2 separate regions of the Mus musculus genome follow, and region 1 is linked to region 2. Evidence: chromatin contacts called from public Hi-C data. All regions are on one chromosome and are shown on one strand. The core of a region is the stretch at or near the end of the contact, and the rest is flanking DNA. Distances in the headings are between cores, read along the strand shown. Region 1 holds the start of Fam120b (family with sequence similarity 120, member B). Region 2 has its middle 11 kb from the start of Gm10510.

Region 1 (4,099 bases), core at 791-3,290, 53 kb after region 2:
CCTCTGCCCAGGGGTGGCACTGCCACCAGTAAGCTGGGACCTTCACCATGAAATCATTGATCAAGAAAATATCCTACAGAGTTGAAGTTTCTCCTTCCAAATAACTTTAGCTTGCGTCAAGTGTACTAAATTCAACCAAGACATATTGAATAGTTTGGTTTCTATACTGTCAACTGTCATCAGGCTAGAGCATCAGTTGCCTGAGGGAGAAACTGAGTCTAGTGGTTTGGATGATTATGCCCCTAATAGGCTTAGATGTTTGAATACTTGGTCCTCAGTTGGTGACAGTTCTGGTAGATTTGATGGCTTGTTGGTGGAAGTTTGTCCCTGGGGAGGGGGTAGGCTTTGGTGTTTTAAAACCTTGAAACTATTCCCACTTCTCACTCTGCTTCCTGCATGTGGAGATGAGAACTCTCAGCTGCTCCAGTCACATTTCCTCACTGGGAAGGTGGCTGACTCTGTAGTCATGATGTTATAACACAGGGACAGAAAAGTAACTAAAATACTGAGACACTACCCCAAGACAGGCAGGGATGAAGGCTGAATTGGGAGCCATTGTATGGTTTTCGCCATTCCCAAACCTTCTAAGACTGAATGATATTGCTGCCACCCCTGAAGACCTGAGGCACTATAAGGGTGGTGGCAGTTGCAGGTTTAGTCTCACCTTTTGTGGAGACTTGAGACTTGTCAATCAAGTAGCTGCCCCTGAAGGTTCCTCAGCCTGTTGTCAGGGCAACTGTAATGATTACTGCTCTATTCTAGCTACCAATGTCCAGAGAAGACTTCACGGCAACTGTAGATGCCACAGAGACTTTGTTTCAGTCAGGGGAACCATTACAATCAACCACCACCCAGCAGTTTCATGGCCTTGGGAAACTGACCATGACACCTTGAGATGGCTCTTAGATCACCCTACTCAGTGACCCCAGCCCAATGGCAGTATACAGGAGAAAGTTTTTTGTTGTGGTTGTTTGCTTTGCTTTGTTTTTCTGCAAGTTGCCCCTGTGCTGCCAATAAAATTTACTCCAAGTGGTACTGATGCCTCCTTGTAGTCTTGATCCCGGGTAGGGTAGCTTGCGTCGGTTGCATAAAGAACAGGTACAGCACCCAACAGAAACCAATAGAGGGCTGTTGTAGAGGCCATGGAGTGCTAAGACTGTGAAGGACTACGGGAGTGTTGGGAAAGTATAGCATAGAGGAGAACAGAAACTGCAAAAGATAAAACACTACTGAATGCAAGCGCCAGCTGCTCTAAAGAGTCCCAGAAAGTCACCGAGTTGCTACCTCTGGCAGCTGAGGACGCATCCTGGAGCTGTAAAGCTAAAGGCAGAGAACCCCTCTACCATAAGGCTAGCACAAGCTGTGACTCAACAGCTAAAACTGTAATCTTGAGATCCAAATGTTTCCAGCACCCCAAGTTGGGGGCTACCGACACAAAGGATGCTTTAGCTTATTGGAGATTTCCATCCAAAATACTAGACAGCCTGAATGTAGCCCACAAGGATGGCCACTTCACCCAATAAAATGACCAGCATTATTGCCTATGACAACTCTGTAAGTGGACTCTCGGCCCTTGATGCTCCTTGTCCAAGCTGTGCCGCCTTTCAGTACTGGTACTCCTAAGGGGATTCAAGACCAAACCAGGATCCTCGCAGCTTCCCATACTCTGCGTGGTTGCAAGCTGTGGTCTGTGGCATTTAAAAGGGTTTCCAGTGACTATCCGCTGCAGCCTGTGTGCGTGCATTACCGGAGCAAGGCACCCAGTGCTAGTGCAGGCTGCCACTCAGCCTGAAGACTTAGCCTATGGGACAAACACACTTTTCCCAGTCCGGCTATCCAGCGGCGTGCAGGCGTCCTAGGCTATTCCCCGGTTGCTAGGCAACGGGTTAAAGCTTCCTTCTTCCTGGGTGCCACCCACTTCGCCTCCCGCTCTAGCGCTTGCGTACTACATCCCTTTCGTCTCTTCGTCCTTTACTTCCAGTTATATAAGCACAAGCTTCACTTTGTCTAACCAGACACTTCTCCGGGCGGAAGTTCAATAACGGAAGCGGAAGTGAGCACGCCGTAGACTGTGGGTCTGAAATCTGGTTGACGCAGTCTGCGGCCACTGCTGAGCTTTGGGTAGGCCAGGCTGGGGAATCGGCCCTGGATCTCTGCTGTCGCATCTCCCTACCCCAGACTCCTTCCAGCATCAAGTCCACTATCCTCGCCGTGGCCACGCCCCTCCGCATCCTGGCTTCTCTGCGTCCTGGCTGTTCCTCCCTGGGTGGAGGGGAGAGGCAGCCATCCACTTGCAGGTGGAGCGGGGTGGAGACTCTTCCTGAGCCCAGCTGCAGGACACTGAGGACCAGCGAGGTAGACTCTCAGACTCTGGTAGCGGCTGGGGAGGGAAGAACTGGTAACTGGAAACCAGGTTGGGAGGTTGTAGGACCTTAAGTGATGGAGAGGCGAAGGGGCTGGGCCTCAGCTGTGTTGAGTTCCTCTGGGGAGGGGACCATCCGTTTGATTTCGGCCTACATATGCTCTCAGATCTTTCCACCTTAGGGACTTGCTGTTACCCACGTCCAATGTCTCTCATCATTTTCCCTATCTCCCATCCATTAGAGGATAGCTCCTGACCTCGACTGACATTAGGTTAGTGTACGAACGCCTGGCTACTTTTTTCTTTACCTGTTTTTGAAAGGCACCAGCAACTGATGCGTTATTTCTCTTGCCCCCACCTTGACTATAGCACCTCCCAGTTTAAAAAAAATATCTGTTCAGCCAGTCTTCCAGACGTTTATATCTGTGAACACCTTTGGCCCCCCCCAAAAAACTTACGTGGAGAGCATTTGAAATCATTTATTTTCCACACTCAAAGACTCTACTCTTATCTCTGAACTGGAGTCTGGATATATTTATGGAACTGATAATGAAAAGTTCACGAATCCAAGCTTTGGCTTCGGAGTCCTTGATTTCAGTGTACTGTGAATACAACACCCCTCTGTTCATAATTATAGAGCCTTTACAACTTGCTATTTATCTTATGTTGCTGCTTTGCAAGTGTTCTTGTCCCAGTTTTCCCCTCCCCATTTCCACCATCTTCAAGGTGTGCTTGGTATTTGAAAGAAAGGCCTGGTCATTGGGTAGAGCATTGTAACTTCTGTGTTGCAGATACTAAACTAATTTCATTTACTTTCTGAGTTGACTCCACCTTGGTAAGAAGGATGCATTCCACATAATGCTATCAATTGTTGCTACAGAACTTAATACCAAGTATAAATAGTTTTAATTTTATTGTTAGGCATTATTTCTCTCCATCGCTCTCTCTGGCTATAATGGGAGTCTATAAACTGTGAATTGGTTCTTGATCTCACTTAATACATCCATCTGCCCCTGGTTTTATTCATTTATTTTTTCCAAATAAGCATTGATCCTAGCGTATGGGAGACATTTCAGGGTAGAAAAGCCCACCCTACTGCTTGGAATTCTCAGAGCTCTCAGGCTGTATTTTGAGCAGCCTACAAGGACGACTATGTTGTAGGAGTAGGAGTGAGCTATTTGGAGAGTTTCCTTGTCTCAGCATCTATTTACTTCTTATATGCCTATTAAGACTTAACCTGTTGTCTAGCTGTAAAATTCCTAATTTATTTGTATGTTGGTTTTTTTTTTTTCAGTCATCTTGTAATAACTCCTTTAGGGAACAAAGAACTTCATTACATGCTTTTAGCAATAAAGAAAAACAATAATAACTTAATATCCACAGCTGTCTTTTGGTGATTGATTGATTGATTGATTGAGAATGTACTAGTTGTGTGCTATGTGATAGATGATGCCTCAGGAAGCATAAAGAAATGCCTGTTCACCTCAGGTAGACCACTGACAGCAGACCAAGAAACAAAAAACAAAACAAAATAAAAAAAATAGATTCCAACTAAGTCTAGCTTAGCAAACCAGTATGTTTATTGAAGTTCTTTATGGGAACATGGGTAACTGAAAGCCCACTCTAGCATGAATAAGAACTCAAGAAAACTGCATCCATGAAGCTCTCTTCACAAACTCGCAGGCCCCCCAGGCTATTTGGAGAGCCTCCTTTCCTGAGCAGTTACTGCGTTTGTAA
Region 2 (4,069 bases), core at 703-3,202:
AAACAAACAAAATGGGAAGACCTGATTTTTCAAGTACTTACATGATATAAATATGCGTAACAGACTTTAAGGGTCCTTAATTGGCAATATGCTTGCTGGTTGTCCTCCTTCAGCCCATGTGACTTCTTTCCAGTTTGTCTGCCCCGGGTGTGCGGCCCTTCTCTGAACAGAAGTAGAAACTATATTCCCTTCTCTACATGTCATCTATTGTTCTACCTCTAAAAAATTAGCTTAAGGAAATAAATGTGATGTCAGAATATTTTCTTCAAAACAAGTTCACCCTAGCATTATCTGTGAGAGCATTTTAGCATTTCAAATATTTAGTTAATATTAAAGAGGATAAAAGTTATGAAACAAAATCTATTAAATCAATAGACTATTACAAGCCAATGTTTACAAAACAGAGAAAGGTGCCCACGGCTATGTAAATAACAGCAAGATATAAAGTGACACACAATGCATAATTCAAACTCTCTAAAAAGAATAGCCATGTGTACAGGCCAGCACAGGAACATACCCACAGATGGAAACCTTCACTTTTATACTTGTCTCTGCTTCTAAATTGTCCTGAGCAGCTATTGTTTCCGAGTTAGAATAATCAATAAGTTTCGTAGTTAAGTATAAAACTAGGGACAGCTTTCTTCTCACCTTAAGAAGAAACCAAAACTTGAAGGCCCTTCACACTTGCCCTCTGGAACCTAGATCCTTTCGCATGTACCCTTCTGCAATAAGCCTACGGCTTCATGCTCAGAGCACAGCCAGCCATGCAGAAGCCGCCTCTCAACCCAGAGGTGCCTGCAGAGGTGCCTACCGCGGAGCCAGCAGTGTTTTCTGTCAACTACCGCACTTCTCAGAAGGAGCCTTGAAACAGGAAAGATACATTGTTCCTGTTTCACACTTTATAGTTCAAGTCCTAGAAGCAAAACAAACTTCAGAGAATCTCTGAGCTCATGTTGGAAACCATTTAAAACAGTTTAGGGCCAGTGGGATGGCTCAACAAACAAAGGCGCTTACTGCCTTGTTAAAAACCTGAATTCAGACCCCGGAACCACATATAAAAGGAGAGAACTGAGTCACACAAATTGTTCCCTGGCCTCTAAGTGTGAAGCGTGGCACAAGTGCTTCTCTCTCCTCCTTACCCCAAATAAATAAATGTAAAAAATATTTAACTAAAAAACAGCTTTATTTTTTTTTTAATAACATCCATCACTGGACGTGTCCATGTGTTCTCACCCAACACACATCCAGGAAGACCTCAACTGCTCACATACATACACACTAGACACTAGTTCAGCCGCACCCAGACATATGCACACATGAAGACCTATGGCATCCTACCATGTTTGTGGTCCTCCCTACAAACTCTGCACCTGCTGCTACTGAAATAAAGCGTCCCCATAAGAAAGTCCCTAGCAGAGAATCTCTATCCCCAGAAGGCCATCAAGAATTAGAGCCTGCCATTTGTTCAATAGCCTTTCGGGTAGGAATCCGCATTTTAGAAGAACTTCCTCCAGGTGCACACGGTGACATAAACAGGGACATTGAGCTGATGCCCGCCGTAAAACCCTGGAGATAAAAATTGCCAGGGCTTCTGAGCGCCCAGCCTGTGTCGAAAACAGCCGACTCCGTACAATAAGATGATAGATAACATATCAAAACCAGCAAGCAAGGCTTTTAAAACTTCACATTTGGCATTGAGCAGCATCAATTATTTAAACGCAAACTGAACTAACAAAATATTCAACATATGTTCTTTTTAGATTCTGCTAAATCGGATGAGGCCTCCAAAAGCTGATTTAAGGGTCAGTCGTTGAAAGAGAGTGCAGGCATCCGCTGGAAGGGGTCACAGTAAAAGGCAGAGGAGGTGGTCAGCTTAACGCAGCACAGGACACCCAGCTCCCTGAGGAGCAGTGATTAATGCCTACACCTAACCCTGACCTCATCAAACCCTGCTGCCACCATCTGCTGGCTTAATTCCTCTGCAATGCCTGTATCTGCTGCCTCCTCTGACAAAGGGTGGGGGTGGGGAGGAAATGCTCCCGGCTCAGCACCAGCTCGCTGGTTGGCTGGCTGGCCCCAGCAGAAGGCATCTGTTGCTCATGGTCTGGCAGCATCTGCCACTATTTCTCACTTTCCCCACCATGCTGTGAGATACGGTTTCTCCCAAAGGTGGCCTTCCCCTGCACATTGTCAATCCCCGCCATTGTCTGCCCTGCCTGTTCCCACGGTGCTGTCCTCGCCGCCATGCTGCTGAGCTTTGCTGTTTGTCTGTCTGTAATCCAAGATATTATGTGATTGATCCATGCCATTAGCCCTTCCCTATGCACGGGGACATTCAATTAGGCTCACAAGCAGGCGGTTCTGATTGAGCAGGTTTCTATCCCAGGAAGCTTGAGGGCTTGGGACAGTCCACAGGGTGCTGGCACAAACATGTCCAGACAGAAATGGCTTTGGCAGGCCTGCTGTCCCTTCTTGGATTTTCTCTTAAAATGTTACACACAGGATGCATTGGTCTTCTCCGGATTTTGTTGCGGGTATTGAACATTGTAAAAAGTGCGTATGAATACCATTATTCATGTATCTATTTTTCAAACACCTTCTGTTGACAGGATGCAGCTTGACTGATGATGCACTCAGCATCCCAAGCTGTCACCTTCCTGTCTACTCCAGGCACATCCACTGCTTCTGGGGACTTTCAGGGCTGGCGTCTGTCCTTCCTCCCAAAGCTATTTCTAATTCTAATGCTATCTTTAGTCACATAGTGAACTGAGAAGGAAGGATTAAGGGCATTGGGTTCTCCTGTTCTGGCCTCTGAGTTCAGGGAAGCCTCACACCTGGGTGCCACCCTCCCTGTGGGGTGGGGAGGTTTTGAACCCCTAAAAGCCTCAGAGAACATAAAGAAGAAGCTGTCGTTGCCCAGATATTCTGTGTTTTACACATGCATGCCATGCTTCAAGGCTCTAAAACTACCCACACATTCAAAACAAATGCCGGCTCGCACCTCATAGTAGCCTGGGTCATTTAACTGGGTGTCCCTGTTTCTGCTGCCTTGTGAGCAAAAGATTCTTACAGGTCTGTGGGGCAGATACAGATTAGGAGTCTGCTGATGCTTCAGGCCTTTACTTCTCTGCAGAATTAGGGTTAGATTTAGGTTTACAGTTAATGTGGTGGTTTGGAAAGGTTTGGTCCCCATTGATTCATGTGTTTAGATACTTGGCCATAGAGAATGGCACTATTAGGAAGTGTGGCCTTATTGTAGGAAGTGTGCCCTTGTTTCTGTGTGGGTGAGCTTCAAGGCCTATTATGCTCAAGCTCCTCCTAGTGTGGACTCAGTCTCCTCCTGGCTGTCTTCGAATCAAGATACAGAACTCTTGGCTCCTCCAGCACCATGTCTGCCTGCATGCTTCCATGCTTCCTGCCATGATGATAATGGACTGTAAGCCAGGCACAAATAAATGTTGTCCTTTATATGAGTTGCCTTGGCCATGGTGTCTCTTCACAGCAGTAAAACCATATCTAAGACAGTTAGCATGCCCAACCCTCTACACCCAGGACGTATACTGATACCTACTTCAACAGTATCCCTACTGAACTCAATTCATGGTATCATACAATGAAGTAGAGCTGAGATGTCACTCAGAGGAAAGCTGTTCATAGCAGTCAAGGCACAAGCATGCTACATCACGAAGCAGGAGGCATGTGCAATGTGACCTTTTACAGAAGGGACCTTCCTCTTCCTGTTCCCCTCTGAGTGTCACCCAGTTCTCGGTAGATCCCTGGAAGCAGAAATCTTGCTCTTCATAACTGCCAGGAATACTATAAAAACCCACCAATAAAAATTCCTTAAACCCAAAGCCTTCAACAATCTCTTGGTAAGTACTAGGAAGCATCCAGGCATGTGGGTACCTGGAAAAGGGTTGGCATGAGTAATGGATGGATGAGTAATGGATGGATTCAAGAAGCATGTGCACACTCCACAGGAGCAGAGATACAAAGGAACCCGTGTTGGTCAGCAGGTTTGTCCTAGAGTTCTCATGTGGGACACTGTAAAACTATGTCATTAAGAAAG

Evidence for each region. A called contact is a pair of places that touch in the nucleus more often than the background predicts.
Region 1: a Hi-C map of rod photoreceptor shows a contact between it and region 2, with 2.0 times the contacts expected there. The contact joins the promoter of Fam120b here to the enhancer-like site in region 2. A contact is called at or near these places in 1 of 39 promoter capture datasets (the C10 cell line), 1 of 484 Hi-C or Micro-C datasets (rod photoreceptor), 5 of 115 datasets of contacts at active chromatin or transcription factors (the SCID.adh cell line, embryonic fibroblasts, embryonic stem cells and 1 more) and 2 of 9 other capture datasets (adipose tissue and pancreatic islet).

The regions. Positions count from the first base shown.
Region 1 is chr17:15,394,206-15,398,304 of GRCm38.p6, forward strand. It overlaps Fam120b (family with sequence similarity 120, member B), which reads left to right and starts at 2,041. Exons shown (of 11, transcript NM_024203.3): 1 at 2,041-2,355.
Region 2 is chr17:15,341,254-15,345,322 of GRCm38.p6, forward strand. No RefSeq gene overlaps it. Among named protein-coding and RNA genes, the nearest start is that of Gm10510, 11 kb to the right of the region's middle. Within about 2 kb of position 1,953, at least 49 of the 459 cell types and tissues checked have an H3K27ac peak or open chromatin away from gene starts, as enhancers often do. A contact at or near this core is called in pancreatic islet and rod photoreceptor, where this site is marked.